2 separate regions of the Mus musculus genome follow, and region 1 is linked to region 2. A link is a contact called in public promoter capture Hi-C data. All regions are on one chromosome and are shown on one strand. The core of a region is the stretch at or near the end of the contact, and the rest is flanking DNA. Distances in the headings are between cores, read along the strand shown.

What was found. Promoter capture Hi-C pulls out the DNA fragments that hold promoters and counts their contacts.
Region 1: a contact with region 2 is called in a promoter capture Hi-C map of the 3T3-L1 cell line, with 5 times the contacts expected there. The contact joins the enhancer-like site here to the promoter of Tmem255b in region 2. A contact is called at or near these places in 12 of 39 promoter capture datasets (the 3T3-L1 cell line, the C10 cell line, the SN4741 cell line and 7 more).

Annotation. Positions count from the first base shown.
Region 1 is chr8:13,921,111-13,927,274 of GRCm38.p6, forward strand. It overlaps Fbxo25 (F-box protein 25), which reads left to right. Exons shown (of 10, transcript NM_025785.3): 4 at 775-824; 5 at 2,815-2,907; 6 at 5,838-5,931. Among named protein-coding and RNA genes, the nearest start is that of Fbxo25, 16 kb to the left of the region's middle. Within about 2 kb of position 2,886, at least 5 of the 459 cell types and tissues checked have an H3K27ac peak or open chromatin away from gene starts, as enhancers often do.
Region 2 is chr8:13,433,764-13,439,415 of GRCm38.p6, forward strand. Tmem255b (transmembrane protein 255B) reads left to right here and starts at 1,696. Exons shown (of 9, transcript NM_001143671.1): 1 at 1,696-1,904. The coding sequence starts at 1,850.

The sequences.
Region 1 (6,164 bases), core at 1,636-4,135, 490 kb after region 2:
AATTGCACGGCAGTGCTCTGTGAGGCACAGGGGCGGAGGTGTGCGCTCACACACTGTGCTCAGTGCTGCCCATGTGTCTGGGGCAGACTGCTGACAGCTCAGCTGTGTGCTTGGTAAGGTTTATGCATCAAACATGGCAAGCCTGAGGCTCATGTCTGCTTCTGAGTGGCCAGGTATGGCCCTGTGCTGAGTTTCTTTCTGAGCAGGAAGGCCCCTAGGAGGGATTGTCTAGATGTGGGGACATGGAGAGCGAGCACAGGAGCCAGCGCTGGGCAGAGCTGGGACAGAGGGCAGTGGTGGAATGGTAGACGGGCTTGAGGAAGTTCTGTCACAGCTCTGCCCACCTTGGCACATGGCACGAGTACCTGTTAAGGTGAGAAGAAGGTGGAGCCATGTGAAGCAGCTTCATGGTCTTACTCATGTGCACCATGTATGGCTGTCACAGGCGGTAAGACCAGGACCTTCTAGTTGGTATACAGTGACACAGAGATAAGGTAGGATTTCTTAAGCATTTATACTTTGGTACAAAAATAGCAATTTTCTTCTAAGTTAATAAAGTATGGTAGTGTCAAAATTAATAACTTTTCATGGACAGGAGTCTAAGTACTTCCATGATATTAGGGAATAAAGTGCATTTTAACACTTATCCAAGCAGAGGCATCTCTTAGCTGGAACAGGGAGTCAATGTTAGCATGCCCTGTCATCAGAGTGTCCCTAAAATACTGAGGTTGAGATGACTTTCCAGGTTTTAAAGACATTTCATCTTTGTTCTAGGTTTTTATCGTGAAAAATGGATCTACGTCCATAAGGAAAGCACAAAGGAAGTAAGTGTGCATTAAAGGAGTGTGCAATGTAAGTAAGTGAGTAAGTGTGCATTAGAGGAGTGTGCAATGTAAGGAAGGAAGTGTGCATTAGAGGAGTGTGCAATGTATTGTTTCTGTTGAGTATGCCACAGGGATTAGTCATGTTATAATTCATAATTATATTCATTAGCAACATGAGGTCACCACAAATGCCATGAGCCCCTCCTTCCACAATGCAAAGTTGCTCATGGGAAGCTACATCGAGGCTGGCTCTGCAGAACGCTGTGGACTTTTATCTGTATGTGATTGCTAAGCTGAGTCACTCTAAGGGTGCAGTTTTACATTACACAAGTATGAGGTTAGGGTTAGTTAAATGTTCCAGAAATGGTAATATCTTTTTTTTTTAATTTATCACATTTATTTATTCAGAGTGTGTGTGTGTGTGTGTGTGTGTGTGTGTGTGTGTGTGTGCGCGCTTACCTGTTATGGTAGGGATGGGAAGGTCTACTTGTAGGAGAACTTGTAGGCGTCAGCTTTCTCCTTCTACTGTAGGTCCTGGGACTTGAACTCCAGTTGTTAGACTTTGTGGCAGGTACCTTCCCAGTGATGTCTTTAAACTATCTCAGCTTCCTAGAAGATACTTGATTGTGGGAAAGAAAGCTTACTTGGTGATGGTTACTGTCCTTAAAGTGGTTGTCCAATGAGTCCAGTCCTTGACATACATACTACTGAAAGACTGTCAGAGCTAACCTAATTGTACAAAGCCAAGCTCAATTAAATATCGCCCCTACTTTGTGAGTCGTGTGGATTCCATCTGGGAAAAGCAACAAGGGGAGGTTGTTAGGAGACTGCCAGGGTGTCCTGTGACTTCGTGGGATGGGGTCTGATGTTAGGAGATTGCCAAGGCATCCTGTGCCATCCTTCATCCCTGTAGTGACCCAGGTCGTTGCAGACAGGTGCTCCTGAGTACATGCTAACCTTGTACTGTGTGAGGGTCGTCACCGCGGAGAGATGTCCTCACCACCATAAGGTTTTTCCTTAAAGTGAGATATACCTCAGATTCTACACTGTGCTCTACCCTTTGTTCCCCACAACTCCACAGCAGTGCTTGGTGTGTTGCACACACTGAGAAAACGTGGGTCTCAGTGTTTCCTGTGAGTGTGTGGTTGGGTTGTACACGTTAGGGCTGTTCTTAGAGCTGTGTCGTCTCCCCACGCGATCAACAGATCCGTTGCTGTCTCCACTGCTCCTCAGCAGCCCTGGCAACCTTTCACTCAGAGTCCCCTGTGGTTCCTTACTGCCCTGCAGCTCACCTGCCCCCAAAACTCTCAACTGGAAATCTGTGTAGTGTACGTATTTCAGATGCAGAAGGAAGGTTTTAAGATCTGTCCTGACCTGAGGTGAAATCCATACAGATCGATACAGAAAACAAAAGAGATTTCAGACAGAATGCCAATAGTTTACTTATATTTCACCCTTGATTCCCAGACCTCTGTATCTCATTGTAGTAGTTGGCTTTTGGCGTGCTCAGCTCACATGATCCCAGCTTGGGTCATATACCCTCAGGCCTGCTCACACCTGTTTTTCAGAGATGCCTCCGGTTGCCAGTGGCCCCCGTAAGGCTCACTCCTTGGTGGTTGGACACATTTCCAGCAGAGCAGTGAGAATTCCCTGCAGAGAATTGCTCCCTGAGTGTGTACAGCACCAGATCCCGAGGCCTCCTGTCCTCCCACCCCCTCCCCCTTGTCCCCAGCAACAGAAAGCAGAGTGGAGTTTCACTAGTACTCACTCTAGCAGCAATGTGAAAAACTGCCGTGCCTCCTGTCTCAGTAACACACAGTTGGCTTACGTTTAGTATTGCTGTCTTTGCTCTGTTCTCATTTATGTCTGACATGGGTTTTAGAACTAATACAAATACCTTTCACTAGAGGCTTTTATGCCCTAGCCGGTGTCAGATGTTGACTGACTTTCCTTGGCTGGCTGACGTCCCTGCCTGTCTGATGTCTTGTAGAGGCATGGCTACTGCACCCTGGGAGAAGCCTTCAACCGGCTAGACTTCTCAAGTGCCATTCAGGACATCAGGAGGTTCACTTACGTGGTCAAAGTAAGTGGTTCTTGCGGAAGCAGCTTTGATGACTCCCGAATGACTAGTTTGAAGGTTACAGGTATGAGATTACATAACGGGTCACCTGTCTATGTACAGAAAGGAAAGGGACAGCTCAGGAGAAGATATGGAGGGGGGTTGCAACACTTAGGTCACAGTTGCAAGTCCCAGAGGCCACAGGAACTAAGACATTGCAGGGTCCTTTTCTTGGAAATGCCTCCCACGTTTGAGCTCATGAGGACCCCTGATGGTTCCACATGCATGTTCCACTTCTCGTGTTCACCCGGAATGAGCCTTGTTGTATACACAGGAACAACTGGCCAGTAGACAAGAGGATTTCATAAGGACTAGAACTCCAGAAAGTCTCCCTGCAGTACTGACGGCTGTTGAGGAGTTTCTGCCTTGGGCGATCTTCAGAAGGGCGAGGTCTTTGCTGTGATAGCTCTCATGCAGTTTGCTTTTGTCTGTGGCTCATCCACGCCACTGCATTGTGGGTAAAGCACCAGTCAGGCTTCACACCGGCCGGCCCGTTCCCAGTGCTGCCAGAAGACTCTCACTGCCTCCTAGGCGGTTAGAAGTGTTGCTGCAGGACAGAGATGTGAGACTGGATGGCTCTTGACCTCCGCTAGTGTGATATGTAATGTGTGATTCTAGACAGCACGGGTGGGTGCAGGCGAGGCAGCCACGGCGTCTTCTGGTGTCCAGTGTACACAGGGCAGTGGCCCCTGACCTCCTGCAGGGCATCCAAGTCCGCTGCCCTGGTGATGGACCTTGTTTAGGAGTGGAGGAGTTAAGCATCCAGGGAGGACACAGGCCAGCGCTCACAGTACCAGTGCTGCCAGCTCTAAAAGACCTCTGTAAATAATCCTCTTTACAAAGTAGAAGTGACAGTGACGGGGGCTGGAGAGATGGCTCAGTGGTTAAGAGCACCGACTGCTCTTCCAGAGTTCAATTCCCAGCAACCACATGGTGGCTCACAACCATCTGTAATGGGATCTGATGCCCTCTCCTGGTGAGTCTGAAGACAGTGACAGTGCACTCATATACATAAAATATAAAATAAGTAAATCTTTAAAAATAAAACAAAACCAAAAAAAAGTAGAAGTGACTTATTCTGTTTCTAAATAAGAAGTTTTCTTAAAAGAGTCAGGACTTATGCCTATTCAGAAGATAATTAACCCTGCCCTGCTGGCTGGGTGTCAGCTTCCTGGTGCTGCGATGAAATACTCTGACAAAAAGCAACATGAGGGATGAAGGGTCTTGTTTCAGATCACAGGGAGCTTTGGTGTGCCACTCACTGTGGTGGCAGCGCTGGGCTGGCTTGTGTGTCCTCAGTGGTGGCCGCCCTGGGCTGGCTCCTGTGTCCTCAGTGGCAGCAGTCCTGGGCTGGCTCGTGTGTCCTTAGCCCTTTGGTTCCTTCTACACTTGTTTGTTATGGTTGGAGGTTGTTGGGTTTGAGCAAATGCTCCTTCTGTGTTTATTGAGAGGATTGTGAGTTTTCCTACACTGTTAATGTGCATGCGGCTGACTGGTTTCCCATGAGAAATGGCTCCCTTCATTTTAGGAGTCCTGAGTGGTGGTGAAAGGCTTGCTGTGCAGCTGGTTTCTGTGTCCTGGAATTGGGCAAGGGAGCAGATTTTAGTATGGTTTGTTTGTTGGTTTGATTTTTTTTTTTTAAATAGGGTTTTGTCCTGTAGTGGCTTGTTGATTTTGTCTTCTAATTTGCTTTTGGTCAATACCAAATATGCAAGTCTCATGGTGTGCATTTGGAAGACGTCCTTGCCTTCTTGGAATGTTTTGAGAAGAAATGGCATTGGTTCTTTACATGTGTGGTAGCACTCAGCGGCAGAGCTGTGTGACCCAGGGTGTTTCCTTGGGAACCCTTGTCACACTGCCTCAGTCTTGCTGTCCACCACAGCTCTGTTGAGGGTCCGTTGTGCTGTGAGGCATTCTCCGGCTAAGATGAGAGCAAACTATGGTCCAGATGTTATCCCATGCCACAGAGCTGTGGAAGGGAGGAGAGACAAGAAGGTGACAGGTTTGTTGTGACTTGGAACAGGCAACTGACATAGCTGGATGTTTCCTCTGCAGCCCGAGAGGGCAAGAGAGTCATGTAGTCATGTATTACAGAAGTGCCTTATGAACAGAAGAATGGAAGCCCTCCTGAGGAGTTTCTGTAAGTTATAAAGACATGTCAGAATTAAGCCAAACCTTTACTGTATCAGTAGACGCTAACAAGTTGGTGAAGTGAATGTTTCTAGTTTGGGTCAAAAAGTATCCCAGCTCCAAGTCATGCATAGTAAATCCCCAGGATGTAGGAACCTGATGTTGGGAAAGAGAGTGGGAAGATACAAGTAAGAGCGGAGAGGAGCGGAAGCAGGGGAGGACACAGCAGGCCCTGTGCAGAGCCAGCAAGGCTCAGTGTGTAACAGACGGTGGTTGTGCGGCCGCGGGAGGCACCGGCGGCAGGGAGAGCCCTTGTCTTTCCATCATGGTTGGCGTCACTTAGATCCTCACATTGATCTTCCTTGGTTCCCTGATTTTCTTCAGTGTTTGAAGTGGCACCTGAAGAGCTTGGGTGTGACAATCTTTTAAAATCTCAACTTAGAAGGAAGCTTTTGACAGTGGGTCAGAGCATGAAGGAGCGTGTGGAGAGTCTGCTAGTGACTAGGACCCTCGCAGCTAGGAGGCCGAGTGTCTATTTATCTCACCGGCCCATAGCGGACCTGTGGAGACTCTTGAGCAGCACAGAAAGCAGGTCTCCTTACCTCAGGAGCTGGAGTCGTCCCCACCATACACAGAGAGCAGGCCTTCCCTGAAACCACCTTACTGGAGTCTTCATATCAGTGCATCTCACACCGAGCTCCACTGGGTGACCACGGTGTTTCCATAGTTAACAGGCGGCTTAACGTTTCTCTTTTTTCTTCAAGCTACTGCAGCTAATTGCGAAGTCCCAGTTAACCTCACTGAGTGGAGTGGCACAGAAGAACTACTTCAACATTTTGGATAAAATCGTCCAAAAGGGTATGATTATTACTGGAATATTTGTTGTCTTTTTTAAAATAAAATATTTATTGATTAATAATTCACAGAGTATACAACCTGGCCATTTACACATTCATTAATTCTTAATGCAGCATATTCATAGGAGTGGGAAGCCATTGCTGATTTTAATTTTATAACATTTCTGACAGTTACATGTCATAGGATCAGGTAGGCAAGCCTTTGCAGCATTTTCTAAATTAGCGATTTATGGG
Region 2 (5,652 bases), core at 446-2,945:
TACCACTGTGCTATGTAAGCACTCAACTATGGAACTGTGTAAGTACCCTACCACTGAGATATGTAAGCACCCTACCATGGAACTGTGTAAGTACTACTGAGCTGTATAAGCACTCTACTATGGAACTGTGTAAGTACCCTACCACTGAGATATGTAAGTACTCAACTATGGAACTGTGTAAGTACCCTACCATTGAGATATGTAAGCACCCTATTGTGGAACTATGTAAGCACCCTATCACTGAGCTATGTAAGGACTCTACTATGGAATTGTGTAAGCACTCTATTATGGAACTGTGTAAGTCCTCTACCACTGAGCTATTTAAGCACTCTACTATGGAACTGTGTATGCATTTTGCCACTGAGTAGTTATACGTAAGCACTCTACTAAAGAACTGTGTAAGTACCCTACAACTGAGTTATATGTAAGCACTCTGCTATGGAACTGTGTAAGTACTCTACCCCTGAGCTATGTAAGCACCCTACTATGGAACTGTGTAAGTACTCTACCCCTGAGCTATGTAAGCACCCTACTATGGAACTGTGTAACTACTATAACACTGAGCTATGTAAGCACTTCACCATTGAGTACTATACTCCTGGTTCTCAAAACCTTTTAAGCAATGCATTAATAGTCTTTAAAAGACTTACTTTCCCCTACTGCTGCCATGCATGGTACTCCGTCTTGGTTAGTTTTTTGCCAACTTGACCCAAGCTAGAGTAATCTTAGAAGAGGAATATCACCTGAGAAACTGCCTCTGTCCTATCACCTGTGGGCAAGACTACTGAGCATTTTCTGAGTTAAGGACTGGTGTGGAAGGGCCCAGCTCACTGGGGGAGGTGCCACCCCTGAGTAGGTGGTCTTGGGTGGTCTAAGAAAGCAGACTGAGCAAACTATGAGACACAAGCCAGTAAGCAGAGCCTGTCCGTGGTTGCTGCTTCCGTACCTGCCTTGGCTCTTCCAATGGTGGACTGTGATCAGACATATAAGCCCAAGGAGCTCTTTCCTTGCCAGGCTGCTTTTGGCCATGGTGTCTTTATTGAAGCAACAGGAACTTAACTAAGGAACTTAAATAAGACATGCCCAGTCTGCTTGCCTGTTTTCTTGCAGCCCCTCTCTGGCTTCCCATAGCAGCCTTCACTCTGAACTTTAGCTGCTGGGTTGGGGCATGCTCACAACAGAACCTGAGTTTCCATGCTATATGCAGACCCCCTTCCCCCGAACCCCAACTGAGAAGATGCCTCGGTCCATCACATCACCTGTGTGCAAGTCTGTAGAGCATTTTCTTAATGATTGATGCGGGAGGGCTCAGCTGGGGGTCTGAAGTAGGCGGGGCTTGAGTCCTTTCCAGCTGTGTGGAGAATTCCTGCTCTGCACCTGCTGTCTTTCTGTTTCCCTCCACCTGAGCCACCCAGTCCTTGGTCTGCGGGGCCACCTCTGACCGAGCGTTGGGCTCAGGCCAGCGGTCTACAGTGTTTCTTCAGGTACATTCTTTCTCACTGGCTCGGTGGGTGGGTCGGTGGGTCTTTTCTTAGACTCTTAATTTCCAGGGACTAGAGACTGGAAGGGGAAGAGGGGGGAGGAGAAAAAGGAGGGGGAGAAGAGAAGGAGGAGCTGCTGGCAGGCACCAGGACCTTGGAGGGAGGAAGGGAGGTGTAGGAGATGGTGGGGGCAGAGGGGAGGTGGAGGGAGAAGGGAAATGACCAAAGGAGAGGTAGAAAGAAGCGCGGTGGAGTAGAGGAGAGCGGACACAGGGCTGCATTTCTTGAAACTGCTGGGACTCTGAAACCTAATCACCGGGCAGGAGGAGCTTCGGGGCACTGCCCTCCCAGTGGAGGGCACTTCGGGAATGCAGCCGCTCCCACCGCCCGTGCCAGGCCCTCTGGCTCTGCTGGACACCACAGGTTAGCTAAGGGCATCGTTGGTATCTCTGCCGCTGGCAGGCAATTTGGGGACCCGGGAGCTGGGTTACAAGTTTCTAGCAGCTCTAAGAGGGGAACTACCTGCACAGCTCAGGACTCTGGGCACAGGACTCCTTTGGGGTTTGGGGCTGGGACTAGGTCTGGTTTCATGTGGTACAGATCACCTATCCATTGGTGCCTCATCCTTCTCCACACTGACCTATCCACTCTCCCCTTCTGTTTCTGTCCCCCGTGTTATCTTTTTGTTAACAGACCCAAGTCCTTATAAGCGGTTAAATCCCAGACCAACACCTTTCCAGCCCTACTGCATTTCTTTCAGTTTCTAAACTTTTCAGGGAAATGTTTGAAAGAACCAGGGAGCACATCCTGCCTGAGGGGGGCAGGGAAAGGTGCTCAGGGATTTTAGAGTTGGAACCAGCGAGGGCTTCCACCCGCTTCACACCCCAGCCTCTCCATCTCTAATTGTTCCCTTTCCCGAATCAAGCCCGACACAGCTGAAAGCCAGGTCCGTCTGGGAAAACAGGAAACCTGGTGCAAGCTCTGGCTCCAGCCGCTTAAGCATGGGTGCTCTTCTGGGAGGCAGCCTGACCCTGGAGGGATGCGGGCCATTGTTCCTGCAGGGCAGAGGGTGGGGGAGATTTACATGGTGACCCTCTGCTGTGGGATTAAGGGATTAGGTCAGAATGGGTGGGGGTGGCTCTTGATGATCCTTTCAGAACCCCTGGTGATCGTTGGAAACCCTGGTGGAAAAACTTCTGGGTAGTCTGATTGGTTAGTGCTGTTTAATAATAATGATGATGATGATGATGATGATGATGATGATGAAGAGGAGGAGGAGGAGTCTGGCTTCTTTCTGAGAGAGACTGCCGTACCTTCTCTTCTGTAAGGCCAGTTGCTCTGTGGTCATCCGTTCATTCTCCTAGCTGATAGCTAGCGTTGACCAGCAGCTGTTATGTTTCCAGCTGCCAATGCTGTTATGTTAGGGTGACTTGGTTTACACCTGAATTTTCTTCTGATAAGAAACTCCAGACTTTGAAATGGTTTGTGGGAGGTGTTTGTTTTTATTGAGACAGAGTCTTAAAAGCAACTAAAGGTCTGCGTGGCTCCAGGCTGTGACCATTTTATATCGACCCTTCTTTGCTTACAGCTTGGCATGGTGCTATATATAAAATCAGAACCTGGTGACTGAGCAGTGCCTAGCTTGGTCTCTACTACAGGACCAGCCCTCATTGGATCTCCTAGGCTGGTCTCAAACCCCCAGGCTCAAATGACCCTTTTACCTCAGCATCCTCAGTACTCAAGACTATAGACCCAGGCTATATTTGACCCAGAGGATCGAGCTCACTCGGGATTTCTGGCCCTATAGATAGCAAGGTCATAAAGACGAACCCTGCTGGGTCTTGTCCTCCAGGCTGAGGTATCTCTTCCCATGGTCCAGCACAGAGGATGGCCTGTTGTCCATCAGTGCCTGCACCTTCTGGGTGACCAAGTGGAGCTATGAGGACCTTGGGTCAGCAGTTGTAGCCAAGATAGGCAGAGGCCTGGGAAAGAGGACAGCATTTAAAAATGAGGGGTGAGGTGGGGATGGGTGGGCAGAAAGCAACCAGGTGGTGTGCTGAGGTGTGTGGGGAGTGCATACCTGGGATGGAATAGACAGAAACACTAGACAGTTAGGAGAGTCCCCATGGCCGCCTTAATGGCACCCTCAGAACAGCCCTGTGGTTTTTTGATGAGGAGGGCTTTCACAGACCAGCTCTGAGGACCATCTAATAGACTCAGTCTATCAGGTTGCTGTCTTTCTCTCTCTCCCTAGGTGAAGTCTTATTACTTACACCACACCAGGTGTCCCCTCTTCCCAGTGTGAGCAGGACACTGGCAATCCTGAGAGTGAGAGGCATGGCCCCGCTTGACCTTCTTCCTCCTTGTGGGCCCGAGCTTGGTCATCTCCTACAGTAACTAACCTGGTAGCAGTGGTTTAATTAGCAGCCAGGAGCTGTCTAGGCACAGGAAAGTAGCATCTTGTGGATGAGATAAGGGACAGAGGAGATGGTGTGGTAATTGTCTAGGTATCTCTCATATGGGAAGAGCCTTTTATCTCCACAACCTGCTGTGGAAATGCTTGTATCTGGGGATTTCAGACACCCTGCCTTCTTGTCTTGTTTTTTGTTTTTTGTTTTTAACTTTATGCCATACTGAATATTCAGATGTATTTATAAGAGACACTTTGGGTAGGACTCTCTTTCTCCTTGTATTTTCAGTGGGAGTCCATTAACTCCAATCCAAGTAGTCAGAAAGGGATGCATCCCTGCCTGTCCAGCAACCATGCAACTTTCCAGACCCTGTCCTAACCTGGGAACTGTGGACAGAAACGCTGGCCCCTGACCTCTCTCATGTCTCTGGGGTTTATTACAGAATACTCCAGGGGAAAGTCAGACTAAGGAAAGGACTGGTAAGGGGCGAATGGCTATAAATAGGTGACAGTATAATTTCAAGGGCTTGACCTTTGACCAACTGTTTTTGCATGTCAGAAGCCATAGCCCTTTAACAGTGCCAAGTGCCACCAGCCTAGGATGTCATGCTAGTGAGGCAACAGAGAGGACGTGCGTGGTCCAGGCTGCTGTGCGCTGGTGCCACCCGAGGTGAAAGAAGTTTCAGCAGAAAGGTTCATCCAGATCTCAGCCATGTTGGGTCACTAGCAGTTGTTTGGAACATAGTTGGTGTGTGATGCACTTAGGTGAATGGAGGAAGTGAAATCCTTTAGGGAAGAAAGCACCTGCCTGGTCCGCTGCAGGGCTGGTTACTACCTGCTAATCCAGCATGTGCTTGCTCGGTACCTCTGCAGACATGCACTGTGTGGTATGACCGGATGGTACCAAGGCCCATGCTATTGCAGGTGGCCCCAGCCTCCTTGGCTCACTCCTGAGGCTGTGTGCACGGTCTTATTAGGACTGTGGGCACCGTGGAGAAGCAAGGGGCTGCTCCAGGCCTTCCATGTTCTGTCAAGGGTGCTCTGTGCCCTGTTCCTGGTGTTTTCAAAACAAGGCATTGTCTTTGGCTCCTACTGGCCCGAGTCACATCTCACTGGCCTGGGCCATCCATTCAGCCTGCCTCACTCCCCTTACATTTACACAGAGGTTGTGGACACAGGAGAAGGTGGAACTGCTCATCCTGCTGCAGTTTCCTCCCCGGCTCCCCATTCTTCAGCTCCCAGCCCACCTACCACCCCCAACCTCAGGGCTTTCTCAGGGCCAGCTGGAGCCACTCCCCAAACACCTCAGGGGCTCCTTTCCTGGGTGGTGTTCCCACACCCCATTCTGTACTCTCCTTGTCCCTGGCCCTGTGGAATGTGGCACTTTATAAAGTCTAAATGTGCCATGGCTCATCTTATCCCCAAACAAGAAGCTCCTAGTGAGGGTAGAAGATCACGTAATGTGATCTTACCTGGCAGTGAGTCTCAGATCTGAAGGCATCTGCACACAATGAAAACTCAAGTGGGGGATGGGAACCTGGGACATGAGTGGCAATGAGGAGGGAAAGCAGAGGGGTGAGTGGGGGGAGTGAACACGTGTGACCACATTTCTGCAACTGACATTGAAGTGAGCTGAGGCAGGTACAAGGGTCCTGTGGATTCTGACATAAACCACCCTCTCAGGCAAAAGAGTGGGGAATGGGGGGGAGGGAAGACTGAACCCATATTGGAGGTCAGGACTTGCAAAGAGCTCCATCTTCT